Regions from separate parts of the Danio rerio genome. Here region 1 is linked to region 2. A link is a contact called in public Micro-C data. All regions are on one chromosome and are shown on one strand. Each heading gives the region's core, a stretch centred on a gene start, on an enhancer-like site or on the middle of the called end of the contact. The rest is flanking DNA. Distances are from core to core; before and after follow the strand shown. Region 1 holds the start of npc1 (Niemann-Pick disease, type C1). Region 2 holds the start of mmp16b (matrix metallopeptidase 16b (membrane-inserted)).

Region 1 (4,343 bases), core at 1,653-4,152, 150 kb before region 2:
TCTCAGACCTACTGATCTACATAGCTTACTCAACGTAAATTATTACATTCAACAGATTAAAGGCAAAGTTCACCCCAGATATGATGATTTACACACTCTTTACTCTCTCTCAAATGGTTTAAACCCTTAATGCCCGTCTTTTTTTGTTCTGTTTTACACAAAAGAAGTTATTTTGAAAAAAGTTGGAAACCGGTAACCATTGACCTCCATTGTAGGAAATGCAAATACATTAAAAGTTAATGGTTAGAGGTTTCCAACATTTTTCTGAATATCTTCTTTTGTATATGACACTCATTTGGGCTGTACATGCGTGGATTCATTGTTTACTTGTTTCTAAACTTTATGAGTGCTGTCTAGATAGGAGGCTCGATAGGATTTGAGACACATGCAGCGTGTCGCAATGCAAATCGACGTTTGACTCATCTTCAACGAAAGAGGACAGACAGAAAGCGATTTGCACACCCTACAAAATCACTAAAGCAGCATTTTCTCCTCTGCTGATCGTGCAGGTCTGATCATGTGCTCCTAAAACTGCAGCGACTGACAAATGATTAGTATGATGTTGCAAATCATATCTCCTCCAAATGTTGTACACAACAACAACAACATAAAAGTTATATATTCGCACGTTCCCTCAATTAAAGAGACGTTTTAGGCAACCTCAAGTAAAAAAAATAAAAGGTATATCAATGTCCTTTGTGCCCGTGACGACTGCCATTAGAATCTTAAATACTGGGTTTTAGGTATGAATAGGGTTTAATTTAATAATATTGAATGTATTTAAGCAATTTCAGCATTATGAATGTGACAGTTGCAGTAAAAACTCAAAAGAAACTCAGATAGAAGGTATATTTTAACATCATATCGAAACATCTGTTTATATTTTCCAAAACAACTAACCACAGAGTTAATTAACCAAAAAATATCAATCTGTAAACATCTTTTGTACTTTAAATGAGTAAAATCTGTTATGGATGCGATTAAAAAAAAGTTTGTGAGTTTACAGTACACAACATACTTTGTAGAAATTCTGTGAATTAAACTGCACAACCCCCCAAAAAACCCAATTCTAATCAAAAGTATAAGAGTCGGCTTTTTATAGAACAAAAATGATTGATTTTGTTTTATTTTATTTGATTTATATTTTTGCATTTACGAGGAAAAAGTGTCGTTATGGATGTGACATCTCCGTTATGGATGTGACTGATGTGAAATTGCCACTTGTGTGACTTCTGCAAACTGCAAAATACTTGCTTGCACAAAAAACTTAGAAACTGCTTCTCTATTTAGCTGAAAACTTATTTTTTGCATGGCAAGGTTGACATTTGCATGGAATTGTTCATTTGTTTTGCCTGTTTTCTGCAATATGTGTGATGTGAACGCTGGTGTGGTTGTGTGGTGATGCCAAAGAGAAATTTCTACTTGTGGACAACAAAGAAAGTAAAGTAAAATAATATCAGAAATCAGACTTTCTCTTTAATAATATCACTTCAGAAAAGAATTTTTTGCAAGTTCTATACAGGGAAATCATATTAGCAGTGTTGGTCAATACAGCATTACTAGTAAAGGCTGATTAATACTTCTGCGTCGTGACCCCCATTGCATACCTTGCACATAGCCGTGCATTTATACTTCTGTTTGCTGTTTGTGTTGTTCTGCAGTAACATTTCTCAAACGCTAACTGGCAGCAGTTTTTATGTTCCTCTGTGTCAAGTTTCTTCACAGTTGTTGTTTTTTTTTTTAACACTACCTTAATGTAAACAAGTAGCTCAAACTCGGTCATTAAGAGGCGGGAGCCAGAGGACGTGCAACAACTGTAATCATCAAGTATTATTAAATGTTATCACACCGTCAGAATCCTATACCGGCCCATGCCTACTAAAAATGACTTATTGTTTAAGTCTGTTTTGTGTTTTAGTTGTGAGAAAACGAATTAATTAAATCTGTGAAGCTGCTCAACAGTGTATTCTCCATGCAGCACTGAAGTGACGTTATAACGGCATTAATGTGAGCATAAAAATGTTTCTAAGAAAATAAGTTCCTAAAGGCAATACCTAGATTTAATCATTTTATTGCTGAATTTCGTTGAATGTTGAATCTCTTAAGCTTATAGGCAAGGCAAGGCAAGCGTATGATATTTTTTTTATTAATGATTGAGGCTTTCTCTTCTTTTCTAATCGTTTGTTATAGTATTTTCTCTTCAATGCAGATGTTATTTTCTTTTATTCAATATGAAAAAAAAATGTTCTTTGGAAAAGTAACGTCTCAGTTACTTTATGAATGAAGTAACTAGTAACTGTAACGAGTTACTATGTTTCAGTAACTGGCTCAACACTGGCAGCCAATGACTACCAAAGTACATTTTTCAAGTCAATTAAATAGTGCTAATGTTGTTTTGAGTCATATTTGATGTGATTTCAGACAGAATACTCGATGTACAATAGTAAACAATATAGGGAACATGTCACAGGTTATCACTGAACGGTTGTGCGAATTTCAAACCAACTTTAACTCAATATCCTGCTTACATGCGACTTCAGACCGATTATGAAGTAATGTTAGCGTGCTACACAACATATTGACCGAGTCACAAGTTGTCACTTTGTTCAGAAACAACAAAAGTAGCCTCTTATAACGACACAGATACTATTAAGAGTTCATAAATGACATTATATTCCTGCTGAGGGCTGACAGGTCTTCTGAGTTAGGCTAAAGTTGAAGTTTGTGCTAGGCTAACTTAAGTTACAAAGAGAGCGGTTGAGGAGTCACAGCCAGGATAACGAACGAACACTTACCCAATGTGATAATAAAACTGTGGCCAATAAAAGACGGAAAATGTGGTTTCTCCCCAGCAGAAGCATCGCGGCTCAGACTCCAGAGCTCGTCTGACTCAGATCCGCGGGACAGGAGCTTTCTTATTTCCTGTTTGCAAACGCGTCCAGCTTTTCTGTGTAGAAATGAACGGGGGATACCGCCCTCTATCGGCGGAGAGTCTGAAACGCAGTCAAAGAGCTTGGAAAAACAGGGTAAGGGGATACAGCTGAGGATCCTGGCATAAAATTTGAGACACTGAACAACAATAATTACTATTTTACTTTACTTTGGGGGTAGGGGAGAGGTTAATAAAATACAATTAACTGCGTAATTTAATAAAGAATATTTGTTATAATTTTTTTTTACATTTCAGTGAGGACAATACGGATAATTTTTTAAATAATATTTCATGCAATTATTATTTTTACAGTAATCTAAGGGTTGGAGTAGGGGTAGATATTAATAAAATACAATTTAATGAGCAATTTAATAAATAATATGAATAATAGTTGGTGTAATTACTGCTTTCACAGTATGTGAGGCCTTTGTTTAGGGTTGAGGTAGGCGTAAACGTTAATAAAATACAATTTAATTGGTAATTTAACAAATTACATGAATGATATTTGGTATAATTAATGTTTTTAAATTACTGTGAGAGTTAAGGTTGGGGTAGACGTTAATAAAATACAATGTAATGGGTAATTTAATAAATAATATAAATAATAATTGATATAATTATTGTTTTTACATTACTGTTGGGGTTGGGGTAGACGTTAATAAAATACAATTAAATAAGTTATTTAATAAATAATATGAATATTTTATATGATTACTGTTTTATATTACTGCGATGGTTGGGTTTAGAGTTGAGGTAGGTGTAACGTCAATAAAATACAATTCAATTTTATAAATTGATTTAATAAAAAATTCTTCTTAACTCCCAGCCGCAGCTGTATCCCTTTTAGCAACAACTCGTAAACAGTCAATTCTCCGTCTGATGTGGTCTTATGTTGACATCTGGTGGCCCAATCCGAGAACTGCGAGTAATATGCAGATCGCTTAGCTCTTGAATATTAATTAGTAACGTGACGTTGGCTAAATTCATTAGCCAGAAGGCGAACTTAGTCAAAACACGAGACCGACTTTAGTAATATTAATGAGATTTATAAATTATGAGTATCAACAAAGTAAAATAAATAAACTGTAAACATTTATCACACTAAAGAGCTTACATCAAAATCTGAAATTGAGTATATTAATAATCTGAGTCTATTTATTTCTCAAATATCCCCCTTTATAGGAAATGTTGGTCTGACTTTTCTCATTTTATTTATGCTTCAAAATGTAAATTAGGAATTGATTTAACTATAAGGCACATAGTTTGTTACTTTTCCCATGGTAGGTATTCGTTTTATTATATATATATATATATATATATATATATATATATATATATATATATATATATATATATATATATATATATATATATATATATATATATATATATACATATATATATATATACA
Region 2 (4,817 bases), core at 1,901-4,400:
AGGTACTGAACAAGTTAATGGTGAAGAAATTATCTAAAATAAAATGATAATTTTATAAGCATTTAGTAAATTATAGAGTTTAGGTCGTTTGCGCTAGACATGCAGATAATTTGTCACCTTTATAACAGTTTTAGCACCATCTTGTGGCCGATTGTGTTACCATTTTCCATCCTCTAATGTGATAGTTCACCTAAAAATGAAAATTACCTCACTGTTTACTCTTTCTCTAGTGGTTTTACACCAAAAGATAGATAGATAGATAGATAGATAGATAGATAGATAGATAGATAGATAGATAGATAGATAGATAGATAGATAGATAGATAGATAGATAGATAGATAGATAGATAGATAGATAGATAAAAATTCTGTCAACATTTACAAGTAGTTGAGTTGTAGATATTGACGTAAATAGTAAAAATAATGGCTATAGCTGTTTCCAACATTCTTCCAAATATCTTCTCTGTGTGAAAAATAAAACGAATGATGACAGAATTGTAATTTTAGAGTGAACTGGTCCTTTAAATAGCTTTAGCCTAGGTAGTAGGCAGTGCTGTCGCTTCACAGCAAGAAGGTCGCTGGGTTGCTGGTTCGAACCGCGGCTCAGTGGCATTTCTGTGTGGAGTTTGCATGCTCTCCCTGCATTCGTGTGGGTTTCCTCCGGGTGCTCTGGTTTCCCCCACAGTCCAAACACATGTGGTACAGGTGAATTGGGTAAGCTAAATTGTCCGTATTGTGTATGTGTGAATGTGTGTGTGGATGTTTCCCAGAGATGGGTTGCGGCTGGAAGGGCATCTGCTGAGTAAAAACTTGCTGGATAAGTTGGCGGTTCATTCCACTGTGGCGACCCCGGATTAAAAAAGGGACTACGCCGACAAGAAAATGAATGAATGAATGAATATAAAATGTATGTGATGTATAAAGAATAGTGTAAAAAACAGCTTGCTGCTCTAAATCTTTTTTAGTCATCTCAAATTACATCAAACTGACTAAAATATTAAGTTAAACTTTGTATAACCTAAAAAATGAACTTAAAACCTGCTTAACTCATTAAAATAAGTTAAAGCAACATAAAAAAATTTGTGATTACTTTTTTTTTACAAATTTCAAAATATTGCAAAATGACTGCTTTTAAGGGCGACGCAGTGGTGCAGTAGGTAGTGTTGTCGCCTCACAGCAAGAAGGTTGCTGGTTCGAGTCTTGGCTGGGTCAGTTGGCATTTCTATGTGGAGTTTGCATGTTCTCCTTGCATTCGTGTGGGTTTCCTCTGGGTGCTCCGGTTTCCCCCACACTCCAAAGACATGCGGTACAGGTGAATTCGATTAGAACAAGAATTAGAACTTTCTTAGTAATGTTAGTTTGGTATTACATGCTTCAGTGAATCAAGTCTATGTATTTATTTAAATTACATCTAATTTATTAATAAAATGTATTAAGGTTTTCAGTGTTTTGTGGGATGTGTTGTGTATTCTGACCTAAAATATCCGATTATCTATTTCTGAGTTTACTGTAAGTCAATCTATGCATCAAATTTGTAGAAATGCATCTAATATGTAAACAAACAGCTAGTTTACGAGAACAGTCTTATAAACAGTTACGTTGTCTATCGGTGCTTTAGACCTGCCGGTTTCAGACTGTTGAATAAGTTTTCTGGCTGACTGATTGGCGCAATTATGCATTCACAGTTGCACGAACCATTATAAGGGTGGTCAAATCTATATTTATATTATTAATTAGATTTTAATATTAATTTTAATTGACATTATTATTTAAAATACAAAGTGGAGCAAATTATTTCTCAGAATTAAAGAATTGACTGCGCAACATGTTGAAAAAACCATCTTAAACAAGCCTAGGTGGGTTGGCTGGTTTTAGCTGGTCGACCAGGCTGGTTTTAAAGGGATTTTGGCCATTTCCAGGCTGGTTTCCAGCCATTTCCATCCTGGTCTTAGCTGGTCAGGCTGGGAGCCCAGTCAAAACCAGCTATGTCCAGCTTAAACCAGGTTAGACCAGCTAAGACTAGGCTGGAAATGGCTGGAAACCAGCCTGGAAATGGCCAAAACCAGCCTGGTCGACCAGCTAAAACCAGCCAACTAGCCTATGCTGGTTTTAAGCTGGATTTTTTAGCTGGGTTACTATTAAAGAATTGACGTACTGCCCAACATGTTGTTTTGATGTCCTTCAGGGGGGTCAAGCATTACTTAAGGGGGTCAATCCCCCCAAACCCCACTGTAATTGGCACCTGATTATATGCCCAGTATTTTGCGTGGTATTGCAGGCCTATACCCGGGACAACAACTATCTCGACATTTGTTAGCACTTTAGCTAACTCAAAAAATCATATTATTTCTTCCAAAGTGGAAAATGTCAAGCTATAAAATGCATTTTAAGCAGACTTGTGTAAATTAATAACAATAATACAAAAACATGAACCCATGTGTGTCAATTTATAAAAGAAAAAAGAAAAATACACTGCTTGTCAGAATATCGGCTAATACGTCAGTCATTACTGAAAATCGCTAGGCCCATATGATATAGCCTATAAATAGGCTATATTTTAAAATAGTGAACCACCCCCATCTTGTGGTGCATGAAATGTTTGCTTTCTTACAGATGTACATGTCCAATTTCACAATTTTATTGTATTATTTACATATGTTTTTTTTTACCCGCCGTTTTTACAAAAGAAAAGAAAAGAAAATGGCCGGCGCAATTGGTCGACATCAATTTAGCCTGATAGTTTCTTCAAATGTCCGCGAAATTTTAATATTTGTGAATATTACTGAATCTCTGACCAATTACATTTGCATTTTAAGCTTGTAAAGTATTAAATCGGAATGTATGAAAGAACAAAAATGACATAGGGGATTGTAACCAAACTTAGAAAACATGGAAGAGATTGTTCTAATATGATTAATTATTAATAGCCCCTTCCGCCCCTCCTCAAACATCAACCATCTAATGTTTTTGGTAATATCTCACGGATGTGAGTTCAAGAAAACCGTCAGAGTCGGTGTCCCGCCCACCAAAGACCCCCATTTTACACGTTCATTGATCTGTGATTGACAAGCGAGAGGGAAGAATGAAGGAAGAATGAATGGTGCCTACTAGTCAACAAGCATCACTGCCCAGCGAGTCAGAGCGCATGCGCAGTGCTTACGCTCTGGATGCTGCTCAATATAGAAAAAAAGCAACCTGCCAGTTCGCCAAGGTAGCGTTTCAAAGCAGGAGAAATGTCTCGAAATAGTGCCTCGGATATTAAAGATGGATTGCGGATTGCCAGAGAAATGACACAATGTGCGGACGCCGATGCTTCTCCGCGCTGCGATCGTTTCATCTTCGGTCCAAAATGCCACTTGCTTAACTGACATACGAGGATATAGAGACACAAATAGTCGCCTAAAACGGACTATCAAGCGAATTTACAAATATGAACGTTACGCTGCTGAAAAGGCGAAGGCTGGACTGTGTGTATGCGCTGCTGTTCTGGCTCCATAACGCTATGTGGATGTGCCGTTCAGCGGCCGAAGAGCATCAATTCAGCGTTGAGGTAAGACTGGCCCAACATCAGCATCAGCATCTTCTGCTTGAGTCATGAACACACACACACACACACAAGCGTATGGTCGGAATAAGCAGAATAACACCACACTAGAACATTATTTATAACGCAGGTCATAAATAAATGAGCAATACACTGAATTACATTGAAATCATTAGTCGATCTGCACCATGTGCCGTTTGAATCTGTGCTATTTACAGCTATTCTGTTATTGTGAAGAGAGGAATGACACTGCTTGGTTGTTTGGTATATCTGCTAAACAGAAATGCTTCATTTTAGAATGGTTTAGCCGTTTCAGTATGGAAAGCAAACATATTTTGTTATAAGTATATTTCCATACAAATGTAAACAAATAATGTTAAGAGATAAAAATTACAGACTTGCATCGCATAAACAGAAAGGCATTTGTGTTTACGTTGCGTTTCACAGTAACATGTCACGTCTGTTTACCTTTGAATTGTGCTTCTTATTCTGTTCTATTCTAAAATTACAGACATTCAGATAAAACAGAACGGCATTTGTGTTTACACTGCATTTCACAACATCATCATGTCTGTTTACCTTGAGTTACATTCGTGTTTACTGCATCAATTTACAGTATAGAATAAAGCAGATTAGGCGAGCAGACTATAATGCTTCTATTCTCTAATACAAAGTGCACTGAAATGACATTGTTTTTCATTATATCCTAATCTGTGATTCAGGGGTTTGAAAAGATTTGTCGTCTCTTCCAAACTTCTATGCTATTTTATTGAATTGTAGTATAGAGTTTTTTGGGGATTTGTTATATTCTATTCCATCTTATTCTGAAAAAGAAATGAACTGCTCATCTATTTAATTTTAGTTTAGCCTTTACTGTGCTTTCATGTATGGAACCTATTTCTATTCTATTCTATTCTATTCTATTCTATTCTATTTTTTTCTGTTCTATTCTATTCTGTTCCATGCTATTTCATTATTTTACTCTGTTCTGGTTGAAAAAAAATCTACTCAATTCTCTAATAAAACTAGGTAAATTGAAATGCTGCCATTCCATAATTGAATAAATAAGAACAGAATAGAACAAACACAATTGAGTAAAATTAAGGAAATTAAACCCTGTTCTATTCTATAATAAAGACGTTATAAGGAACGTTATTGCTTTATATCATGTTATCCTATCCTTAACAATAAATAGCCAGTAAATCTAATCTATTCTATTTTATTTAAACCTAGCCTAGTCTTTTTGGTGATTAAAGTAAACAGGAATGTACAG

Evidence for each region. Hi-C and Micro-C count contacts between places; a contact is called where the count stands out from the background.
Region 1: a contact with region 2 is called in a Micro-C map of caudal fin, with 7 times the contacts expected there. The contact joins the promoter of npc1 here to the promoter of mmp16b in region 2. A contact is called at or near these places in 1 of 18 Hi-C or Micro-C datasets (caudal fin) and 1 of 4 datasets of contacts at active chromatin or transcription factors (caudal fin).

Annotation. Positions count from the first base shown.
Region 1 is chr2:3,994,936-3,999,278 of GRCz12tu, reverse strand. npc1 (Niemann-Pick disease, type C1) reads right to left here and starts at 2,902. Exons shown (of 25, transcript NM_001243875.1): 1 at 2,796-2,902. The coding sequence starts at 2,861.
Region 2 is chr2:3,848,631-3,853,447 of GRCz12tu, reverse strand. mmp16b (matrix metallopeptidase 16b (membrane-inserted)) reads left to right here and starts at 3,150. Exons shown (of 10, transcript XM_695689.11): 1 at 3,150-3,550. The coding sequence starts at 3,431. All of the region lies in intron 1 of LOC141377726 (a long non-coding RNA gene), which reads left to right.